Regions from separate parts of the Oryctolagus cuniculus genome. Here region 1 is linked to region 2. Evidence: chromatin contacts called from public Micro-C data. All regions are on one chromosome and are shown on one strand. Each heading gives the region's core, a stretch centred on a gene start, on an enhancer-like site or on the middle of the called end of the contact. The rest is flanking DNA. Distances are from core to core; before and after follow the strand shown.

Region 1 (4,723 bases), core at 335-2,834, 130 kb after region 2:
TCGAGGCCAAATGCTTGCCCCTCCTTCCAACTGCTGAATCCTCACACTTCTGCCAAGAAATTATTCTTTCCATTTTGTGGATAATGAAACTGAGGTTGAGGGAAATCAACCCTGCTCCTCAGGGTCACATGGCCTCCAGGCAACTGAACTGATCATCTGGGCCTAATAACAAAGATTCTTTTGTTTTTCAAATGTTTATTTTCATCTACCTGAAAGGCAGAGCAGCAGGAGAGAGGAAGAGAGGGAGGGAGGAGGGGTGGAGGAGGGAGGGAGGGAGGGAGAAGGAGAGATTCTGTCTACTAGTTCACTCCCCAGTGCTTGCAACAGCCTGGGCTGAGCCCAGCTGAAAGCAGGAGCCAGGAACTCCACCTGGGTCTCCTATGTGGGTGGCAGGGACCCAGCTACCTGGGCCATCCTCTGCTGCCTCCCAGGATGCATCAGCCGGAGCCTGGATCAGAAGCCGAGCAACCGGGACTCAAATGGACACTCCGATGTGGGATGCAGGTGTCACACGTGGTGGCTTAACCTGCTGCCCCGCGATGGCCACCCAGTGCTGCTCCTCTGTGGCTATCCGGTCATTAAGACTTGCTCCCCGGATGCCCGGCTCCCTGCCATCCCGCTGCTTCCTGGAGAAGCCAGGTCCCAGGAAGATGCCTTGTATCAGGCTCCTCTTGTGACCCTCGTGGGCCCAGGACTGGAAGCTGAGGGGGAGGCCTGCTGGGAGCAGTCTGGCCAAGGAAGAGGAACAAGCCTGGGGAGTCCTCGACTCCTGGGGCTGTTTGCCTGTTCTCTCTGCCCCGGGAGGAGCTCTCCTGGACACTGCAGAGTTCTGCTCTTGTCCCCACCAAGCTCCAGAACCCCCCGGCCTCCTGGGCTTTGCTCTCCTGCTCCCCGTCTGGCTGTGAGGAGCCTCAGGACTTCCTCTGCCCCTGCCCTGGGACCCTGTCCAAAGCCTCAGCCTCCAGGCCCGAGGCTCCCGCCCTGGGTTTAATTTCCACCAAGTCTAATGCCCTCAAATCCCCGGCTGAGACAGCAGGCCAGGGTACGGCCTGCAGAGCTTACTCATGTGAAGAGGCTGTCTGGTGACCACTGTGGCAGCGAGGCTGGGGGAAGCCTCCCCACCCCCAGACCTGGGCTCCCTGCCACTCTCCTCCTGTAGCTTTCAGAGGGGGAGAAAAAAAAAAAGTTTAGGTCTCAGCTGAGAACAGTGCTATTTCTTGGGTCACAAGACCTCAGCTGTGCCCCTGGGCAAATCTTAGTGACAACAGATCCTTGAGTGACAAAAATGGTCAGGCTCCAGGGCTTGGCTGCTGCTGAACATCTGACCCCTGCTGGGACGGGAACCACCACTTGGAGGCTGGCGGGGGGGGGGGGGGGGGGGGCACAAACCCAAGGGGGCACCCCCCCCCGGCGACGCCTAGGGGCCAGGGCTGCGGGGGGGCGGGGGGGGGGGCGCCAGCAGCTCCGCTCTGTCTGCCCCGGACTGCCTCTGCTGGGAAGGCCTGAGTCCCACGGGCTGGACATTGCCTAAGGTTTCCTCCTTGTCCGCCCCAGCCTCAGCGCCCCGCCCACCGCACCCTTCTCCACGCCACTGTATCCACCCCTGTGCTGGCCACACCCGACGAGGCGCACGCCTCCGTGGCCAACACCACCTCCCTCCCCACGCAGACCGCCCTGACCTTCAGAGCCATGCACGTCGCAAGGCCTCGAAGCCGCCCGTGTTTCCAGCGGCCGGTGGGCCCTCATTCCTGGGGGACACCCAGGGAGAGGGGCCAGCCTGGGCGCGCTGGAGGGTCTCTCCCCAGCCTCCTGCCCCAGATGCGGCAGCGCGGGGCGCCCTCGTGTGGGCCGGAGCGGCCCTGCAGCCTCGCCCTCGGCTCCCCGAGCACCCTGGCTCCACTGCCTTCCATGGCTTCGTCGGTACAGTGCGGGCATCGGGCCCTGCTGGCGTTGTGGTGGGGACTTCGTGAGTGCCGAGGCAATGGAATGAGCGTCCTTACAGAGAACCTGGCTGCGCTGGCCGTTCACTTAGCTGAGCTTCCTTCCTGCTTCTCTCTCTCTGCCTCCCCACGCAAAAGGCCCTTCTTCAAAGAAGTGAAAAAGACAAAAAAAGAAAAACCCAAACCTCTCACGCCAGCGGCAGTTCTAGGTTCCGTGGGCCTTCACAGAGCACCAGTCGTCTGCCCTTCCGGGTGTTAAAGGTGTAGGCGCCATGGGCTGGGACTCCTGCTCCCCGCCCCAGAACCCAGGCCGAAATGGAGTCCCTGTGTCTCTGCCCTTGTAAGAAGTCGGGACCGGGAGAGTGACAAGGGCCCAGCACTAAACAGGCTGCTTGATAAGGAAGTCCCCTCTTACTTCCACTTTGGAAAGTAACCTTGAGACAACCATCCACTGTTGTCTTTATTTATTTGAAAGACAGAGTGACAGAGAGAGAGAGAAAGAGTGCTGGTTCACTCTCCAGATGTCCGAAACAGCCAGTTCTGGGCCAGACTGAAACCAAGAACCAGGAACTCCATCCTGGTCTCACACATGGCTGGCAGGGACTCAAGTAGTTGGGCCATCTTCAGTGGCTCCAATCCTCTCTGCAGGAAGCTGCATTGGATAGAGAGTAGCTGGGACTCAAACAAGCACTCTGATATAGGATATGGAGTTCCCAAGCAGTGGCTTAGCCCATTGCACCACAAAACCCACCCCAACCAGCCACTTTGGAGATAATGAATTAGTTAACTCACTTTGGAAGCAGACAGACAAACAGAAAGAGAGACAGAGAGAGCTTCCATCCCTGGGTCACTCCCCAAATGCCCCCAACAGTTGGGACTAGGCCAGGCCAAAGCCAGGAGCCCAGAACTGAATCGAGGTCGCTACGTGGGTGGCAGGGACCTAAGTACTTGAGTACACCTGCTGACTGCTGTGTTAGCAGAAAGCTGGGGTCAGGAGCCAGAACTGAACCCCCGGTAACTCCACGTGGGACACGGGCATCCTCTTAGGCTAAACGCTCGCTCCTGGAGTCCCCGTTTTCTTCTTTATTTCTGCTTTTCCCAGCCCCTGTCTGTCTACAAGGGCAGCCTCCCCGCTCAGCTCACTGGAATGCTCACCCTATGTTACAGAATGAGTGTTGCCAGATTCGAGAATTGTGAATGAAAACCAATTAATCTATAACTACATGTGTTGTAATTTTCTCTCTCGACACGTGGAAGTCCAAAAAGGAAATAGGAGGGGTGGGCGCTGTGGAGTAGCAGGCAAAGCCGCTGCCCCTGTTGTGCCGGCATCCTATATTTGCTCCACTTCCAGCCCAGCTCCCTCATGCGCCTTGGAAAAGCTTCGGAAGATGGCCCATGTGCTTGGGCCCCTGCACCCACATGGGTAGCCTGGAGAAGGCTCCTGGCTCCTAGCTTTAGCCTGGTCCAGCCCTGGCTGTTTTGGCCATCTGGGGAGTGAGCGTTCTGTGTCTCTTCCTCTTTCTAACTCTTTCAAAATTAATTAATTAATTAAATGTTTAAAAAAAGAAAGTAGAAGTTTAAAATTTAACCCAAGCCCCTACACGGTAGAAATACTACCTCTTGGAACCTTTTGTTGATAAGCAAGAGGCTGACTTAGGATGCCCCTCCCTTAACTCCATTGCAGCTAACCCCACTGCCAGCCCAGACCCCGGATCCCGGAGAAGGCACACAGGAGGCAGACTCCCCCCCCCCCCAGACTAACGCCCCTCAACTGAGATCCTTCAGAAAACCAGGGAGCTGCCTGCAAGCAGCATTTCGGAAACACTGGCCTGGACCCACTCCCCACCCCCACCCCCAGCCACCTCGGGGACTGTTCTTGCCCAGCTGTTAAAATGCAGTGGGAGGAGCAGGCATTTCAGGTCCAGTTAAGTTACCTCTCAGGATGTCTGCATCTCCTATCAGAGTGCCTGGCTTTGAGTCCTGGTTCTGCTTCTCATTCTAGGAGTCAGATGGGTTAATAGATAGTCAGGGGATCCCAGTGGAATTTGGGGTGTAAAATACTTGCTTCCTTCCCCAAAGCTTTATCTTTAGCAAGAACTAACAGGCCCCTTCCTACCATGGGAATAGCAAGGGAGCTCCTCCTGAGTTCACAGTTTATTGTGAAAACAAGTTATCTATCCCACCCTTAGCTGGCCAGACAAGGTGAAGAATTCTAAGTGGGGTCTTTTGATGATTTTTGTTCCCGCCTGGTAACCAAATGCCAATCTCATTTTTTTTTTCTTCTTAATTGTACTTAAAGCCGACTGCCACCAGTCCCCTTTGGATGCCCCTGCTTCATGCCACTCTGGCTGGAGGTCCTTGATTCTAATAAGTACCTTTAAATCTCTTTGCTGTCCGCTTGGAAATTCTTGTTCTTCCGTGTGAGACAGAGAACCGAGGTAACAATAATTTCTTCACTGGCGGTTTCCCACAACACTAGTGGGTACCCTGTAAGACAGCAGGTGATGGTTCAGTCCTTACACAGAGACCCGGGTTGAGTTCCTGCATCCCAGGTTCAGCCTGACTCAATCCCAGCCTTTTTGGGCATATGGCGGGGGTAGGGGGGTTGTGTGTCTGTCTGCCTCTCTGTCTCTGTCTCTCTCTCTCCAAGCCCTCAAATAAACAGAATAGATTTAAAATTTTAAGTGCAATATATGAAGGGACTCATGGTTTTGTTTTTAGTTTTTAGTTTTGTTTTCTTTTTGTTTCTCTTTGGGACTCATGCTAAGTAGTCAAGAGCTGGA
Region 2 (4,760 bases), core at 1,849-4,348:
CCGACAATTTGGAGAGGGTTAGAGGATCTCCAGGGAGATACTGGACTCCCTGCCCTTACAGGCTTTATGGTCTCAAGCGATTACAAGAAAAATAAAAGACTGCACGTAGACAACAAACTGTGGAACGCATCATCCCACTTACACCTGATTACACAGCCAGGAGTTCCAAGACCTCACCAGCCCGGGGCCGCAGAACCAGGTCATACGCTCCTTAGTATACACATTCCAAGGACTCCGAGTCATTCTCTGCTGAAAATGAGAAGCTGATCCTTACCAGATTTCCCTTTTCCTTCTGGTTTGTTTGTGGCAGGAAGCCTGGATGTTGCTGGCATTTGCAGTTTTCCTAAGAAAGCCTGCCAGGGGCCAGGGCAGGTGGTGGTGGGGACGGGTGGAGGCATGGGAGCCGTTGTGGCTGAGTTAAGTGGCTGCCTATAATGCTGGCATCCCACATGGGCGCCAGTTTGAGTCCTGGTTGTTTTACTTCCAATCCAGGTCACTGCTAATGTGCCTGGGAAAGCAGCAGGTGCTTGGGCCCTGCCACCCGGTGACGTGGGAGACCCAGATGGAGTTCCTGGCTCCTGGCTTCAGCCTGGCTACCTTGCAGGCATTTGGAGAGTGAACAAGATGATGGAAGACTCTCTTTCTCTCTCCCCCCGCCGCCCCCCCTTCCCCCCGCCTCTCTCCACACTTGCTGCAGCTCCATAGCTGAAGGTCACCTGTCACAATCTGCCTGACACTGCTACTGCTCTTCCCTGGGTGAGTCTCCCCAAGCCTGCACCCAAGCTCTGCTTTTACTCTCCAAAGAACACTTAAGACCAACTAGGGGGTGCAGAAGCAAAGCCTGACGGATGCGCTAAGGATCACAGAAAATGACACTAAACTGGACGGGAAGCACCACTGCTCCCCAAGACCGTTTGCCCTCACCCTGCTTTAGAGGACAACCTGCCAGAGCGGGGTTCTTACGTCTGTGACCTGTGCCATCACACTGGACCTCACACTTGAAGGGGACTCTGGGGGCCGGCATTATGGCGTAGCAGGTGAATCTGTCACCTGGGACACCCATATCCCTCATGGGCACTGGTCCCATTCCCGGCTGTTCCACTTCCGATCCAGCTCTCTACTAATGCACCTGGGAAAGCAGCAGAAGATGGCCCAGAAGATGACCCACACGGAAGAGTCGGAAGAAGCTTTGGGCCATCTGGGGAGTAAACTAGTGCATGGAAGATCTCTCTGTCTCTGTGTCTCTCCTTCTCTCTGTATAACTCTGATTTTCAAAATAAATAAATGTTTTTAAATTAAAAAAAAAATTACCCACTATGCCACAGTGCCAGCATCCCATATGGCCACCAGTTCAAGTCCCGGCTGCTCCACTTCCGATCCAGCACTCTGCTGTGGCCTGGGAAAGCACTAGAAGATGGCCCAAGTCCTTGGGCCCCTGCACCCGAGTGGGAGACCCAGAAGAAGCTCCTGGATCCTGGCTTTGGATCACCTCAGCTCCAACCGTTGCGGCCATCTGGGGAGTGAACCAGCAGATGGAAGACCTCTCTCTCTCTGCCTCTCCTTCTTTCTCTGTGTAATTCTGACTTTCAAATAAATAAATAAATAAATCTTTTTAAAAATTTTTTAAATTTATTTGAAATCCAGAGGTAGAGAGAGAGAGAGGTATCCTGCATCTGTTGGTTCACTCCCCAAATGACCACAACAGCCGGGGCTGGGCCAGGCCGAAGCCAGGAACCAGGGGATTCTTCTGGGTTTCCCATGTGGGTGCAGGGACCCAAGCACTTGGGCCATCTTTTGCTGCTTTCCCAGATGCATTAGCAGAGAGCTGGATTGGAAGTGGAGCAGTGAGGTCTCAAACCAGTGCCAAAATTGGAGACCGGCGCTGTAGATCACAGCTCAACTTGCTGCACCACAGCACCGTCCCCAATAAATCTTTCAGGAAAACAAACAAACAAACAAACAAAAAAAAAAAAAAACAAAAGAAGAAGAAGGGGCTTCAGGCTTAATTGAATATTCCACTATTACCATCTTGAGATTCTTAATTTTAGAATGAGGGGCACTGCATGTATTTGTGTTTTGTACTGGGCCCTGCGAATTATGTAGCTGTTCGTGCCTTCTCATAACCATTCTTTTTCACTTGATCTCTGCCTGTCTGTGTGCGCAGAGACCAGATCACCTCTCTGCCAGCCAAAGTGCCCGCAATCCTGCCCCTTCTTGGACCTCTGGTCCAATTCCAGGCATAAAATTGCTCACAGGGAATTACTTATGGGAGTTGAAATTGCCCTTCAAGGATCATGACCTCAAGGCAGTGTAGCAGATGCTCTGATTTTAATACATGTAGATAACCAGCATATATTTTGGGTCACACAGATAAATGTATCCAAATACAGTGGTCCAGAGAGCCAGATATTTGGTCCCAGACAGACTGAAAACCAAGCAATCAGGTTTCCATCCAGAAGTGTTTGTCTTGGGTGAAGGGCCTGGTGTAGGTGGACTCACCCCGTGTCGGGCATGGTTCGGGGGGATGTCAGGGTGCGGCCAGAAAATTCTCAAGGACCTGGCTCTTCACCCTCTCTGCCTGCACTCTCACCCCCACCCTCCCCTCCCCCCACCCAGCTCTTAGAGGGCAGTTTAAGTAATTTTCCAGACCTGGCCATGAGGGTATCTCCCCAGCGGGAGCCCCTCGCTCTACAGAAGTCCCAAGAGAGGGGGCGGGGTTGTGGGACCAGCCCCAGGCCAGCTGCAGGCCGAGCTGGCTGGGAAGGAGCAGGGGAAGGAGGTAGCAGGAAATGGGTCACTGCCCATGGCTGGCAGGAGCCACTGCTGCGCCTGAGCTTTTCTTCTGGGAACAAATCTTTGCTCTCTCCACCGGTGACCCACATGAACCAGCCCTCCCCGCTGCCATAAAGTGGGGCAATAAAGTTGGAGAGAAGGGCTGACTCCACAGCTGTGGGGCCAGAGTTCCCTGGCAGAGGAAAGACCCAAAGACAGAGGGCTTTCACCGAGACAAAGGAAACAAAGCGAGCCTGAGACAAGGAGATTAGGAAAGAAAAGGAAAACTCTGGGCTGGACCCTCAATGCCCCTCAATGCCCCACACCAAAGAGTCCTATCGCTTTTGCTCTTGCCTGTGCCTCTCCCTGTTTTAAACACTCTTCCTGCTCAAGGTGACGGTGGCAGGCAGGCTGCGAGAGGGTTGCAGAGCCAGCGCAGGCTCTGAGCCGGGAATCCTGGGAGCCAGGGAGCTCTTGGCAGGACCCCACTGTTTGTCGGATGAGTCCTGGAAACATCCGCAGATTGGCTACGGCCTCTTTTCCTGCAAACAAGATTCTTCGCAGCCTGAAGTGGGGACCTCATGACTTTTTGGCCTTGGTCACGTCCTCTTCCCCACCCGGGCCCCAGAGACTCTTCCTCTTTTCCTTGGCAAGCTGTGGCCCCAGAGCGTTATTTATCCATCGGCAGCAGAGGGCGATCAGGCCCCGGAGAGTGACCGGGGCAGCTCCCGCCGTGTGCTTCGGCTGCTAATGACTTGCAGCTCCATCAACATAAAGCTCAACTTTTCACAAAGGAACATTGTCACGGAGCATTTTCCTTTTGGTTCTTGCAAGCTCTGCTGCCTTAAGTAACCCCGTCCCCCTCCCTCCCGCCTTCATTCCCGCTCTCTTTCCTCTCCTAACCTCTGGGAAGCGGCAGGAAATGAACGAGATCTACGGTGGAGAAAAACAAAGCCCAGGGCCTTGCCAAGGGAAACCCCAGGAAAATGAGCAAGCGCCATTAGCAGCTGTGGGAGATGCAGGCAGCTCTGTGTGTGTGTGTGTGAGTGTGTGTGTGTGTGTGTGTGTGTGTGTAGTGAGGGAGGCAATGGGTGTGTATTCCATTTATCAGTACTTTTCAAACTTTTGTATACTTACAGATCACCTGGCAGGCTTCTTAAAAAAACAGCTTCCTGGGTGCCACCCAGAAATTCTGATTTACTGGGTCTGGGGTGGGACCCAAGAATTTGCATTCCTAACACTTCCCTAGTATTCTGATGATGCCAGTGAGAACTACATTTTGAGTAGCACAGCCCTATACTGAGCTGGGGGGGGGGGGGTTGCGTGGGTAGAATCCTGATAAGATGACTCCCCCAGAACAGTACGTCCAGATGCTCTCCACACCAGGCCAGAAGACCTCATAGATGGCCAACTGCTGGCCCCTCCCCTTGCAGAAGGAGCAGAGAATGCATGAAGCAGAGCATTGTTTGCAGAGGGATGAGTTCAGATAACAGGCGCCCTCCCCTGGAGTGTTCTTTTTATCCAGGGATCAGGAGAATCCCAGCACCCCACTCCACCCCTTACCCCCCACCCACCCCCACCCCGCCATGGACACTCTACTGCATACAGACGAAGACCTTGCTGCCTGTCCTCCTCTTCCCTGGCACTCCACGTCCAGAGCACCTGCCAGACCCCAGAACCCCAGAGTCACAGAGGCTGGTGGCATGAGCCGGCAAGGTAGACATTAGCCTCTGTGTGTGAGAGAGACTGATCCAAAATGGGAATTTCTGTGCAATTGAATGAAGAAAGAAAGGCACAAGCAAGCCTTGAAAGTGGACCAGTGTTTGCATGTCAGAAGTCTTGGAACCTTGTTAGGTGGGTCCCAGGGGCAGCTTAGAGGAATCTTCCCTGCCCTGCACCAAGGGGCAACTACCAGGTCCAGGAACACCATGCTGATAAGTCCCGGGAGGAATTTCACAAATTCCATGCTCTTGAAAGCCCTCTGTCCA

The links. A called contact is a pair of places that touch in the nucleus more often than the background predicts.
Region 1: a Micro-C map of ear pinna shows a contact between it and region 2, with 4 times the contacts expected there. The contact joins two enhancer-like sites. A contact is called at or near these places in 4 of 6 Hi-C or Micro-C datasets (ear pinna, psoas muscle, skin fibroblasts and 1 more).

Annotation. Positions count from the first base shown.
Region 1 is chr7:57,449,092-57,453,814 of mOryCun1.1, forward strand. No RefSeq gene overlaps it. Among named protein-coding and RNA genes, the nearest start is that of SLC16A1, 60 kb to the left of the region's middle. Within about 2 kb of position 1,585, at least 2 of the 8 cell types and tissues checked have an H3K27ac peak or open chromatin away from gene starts, as enhancers often do. A contact at or near this core is called in ear pinna, where this site is marked.
Region 2 is chr7:57,314,288-57,319,047 of mOryCun1.1, forward strand. The region is part of intron 2 of LOC108177686 (a long non-coding RNA gene); the gene reads left to right. Among named protein-coding and RNA genes, the nearest start is that of LRIG2, 28 kb to the left of the region's middle. Within about 2 kb of position 3,099, at least 3 of the 8 cell types and tissues checked have an H3K27ac peak or open chromatin away from gene starts, as enhancers often do. A contact at or near this core is called in ear pinna, where this site is marked.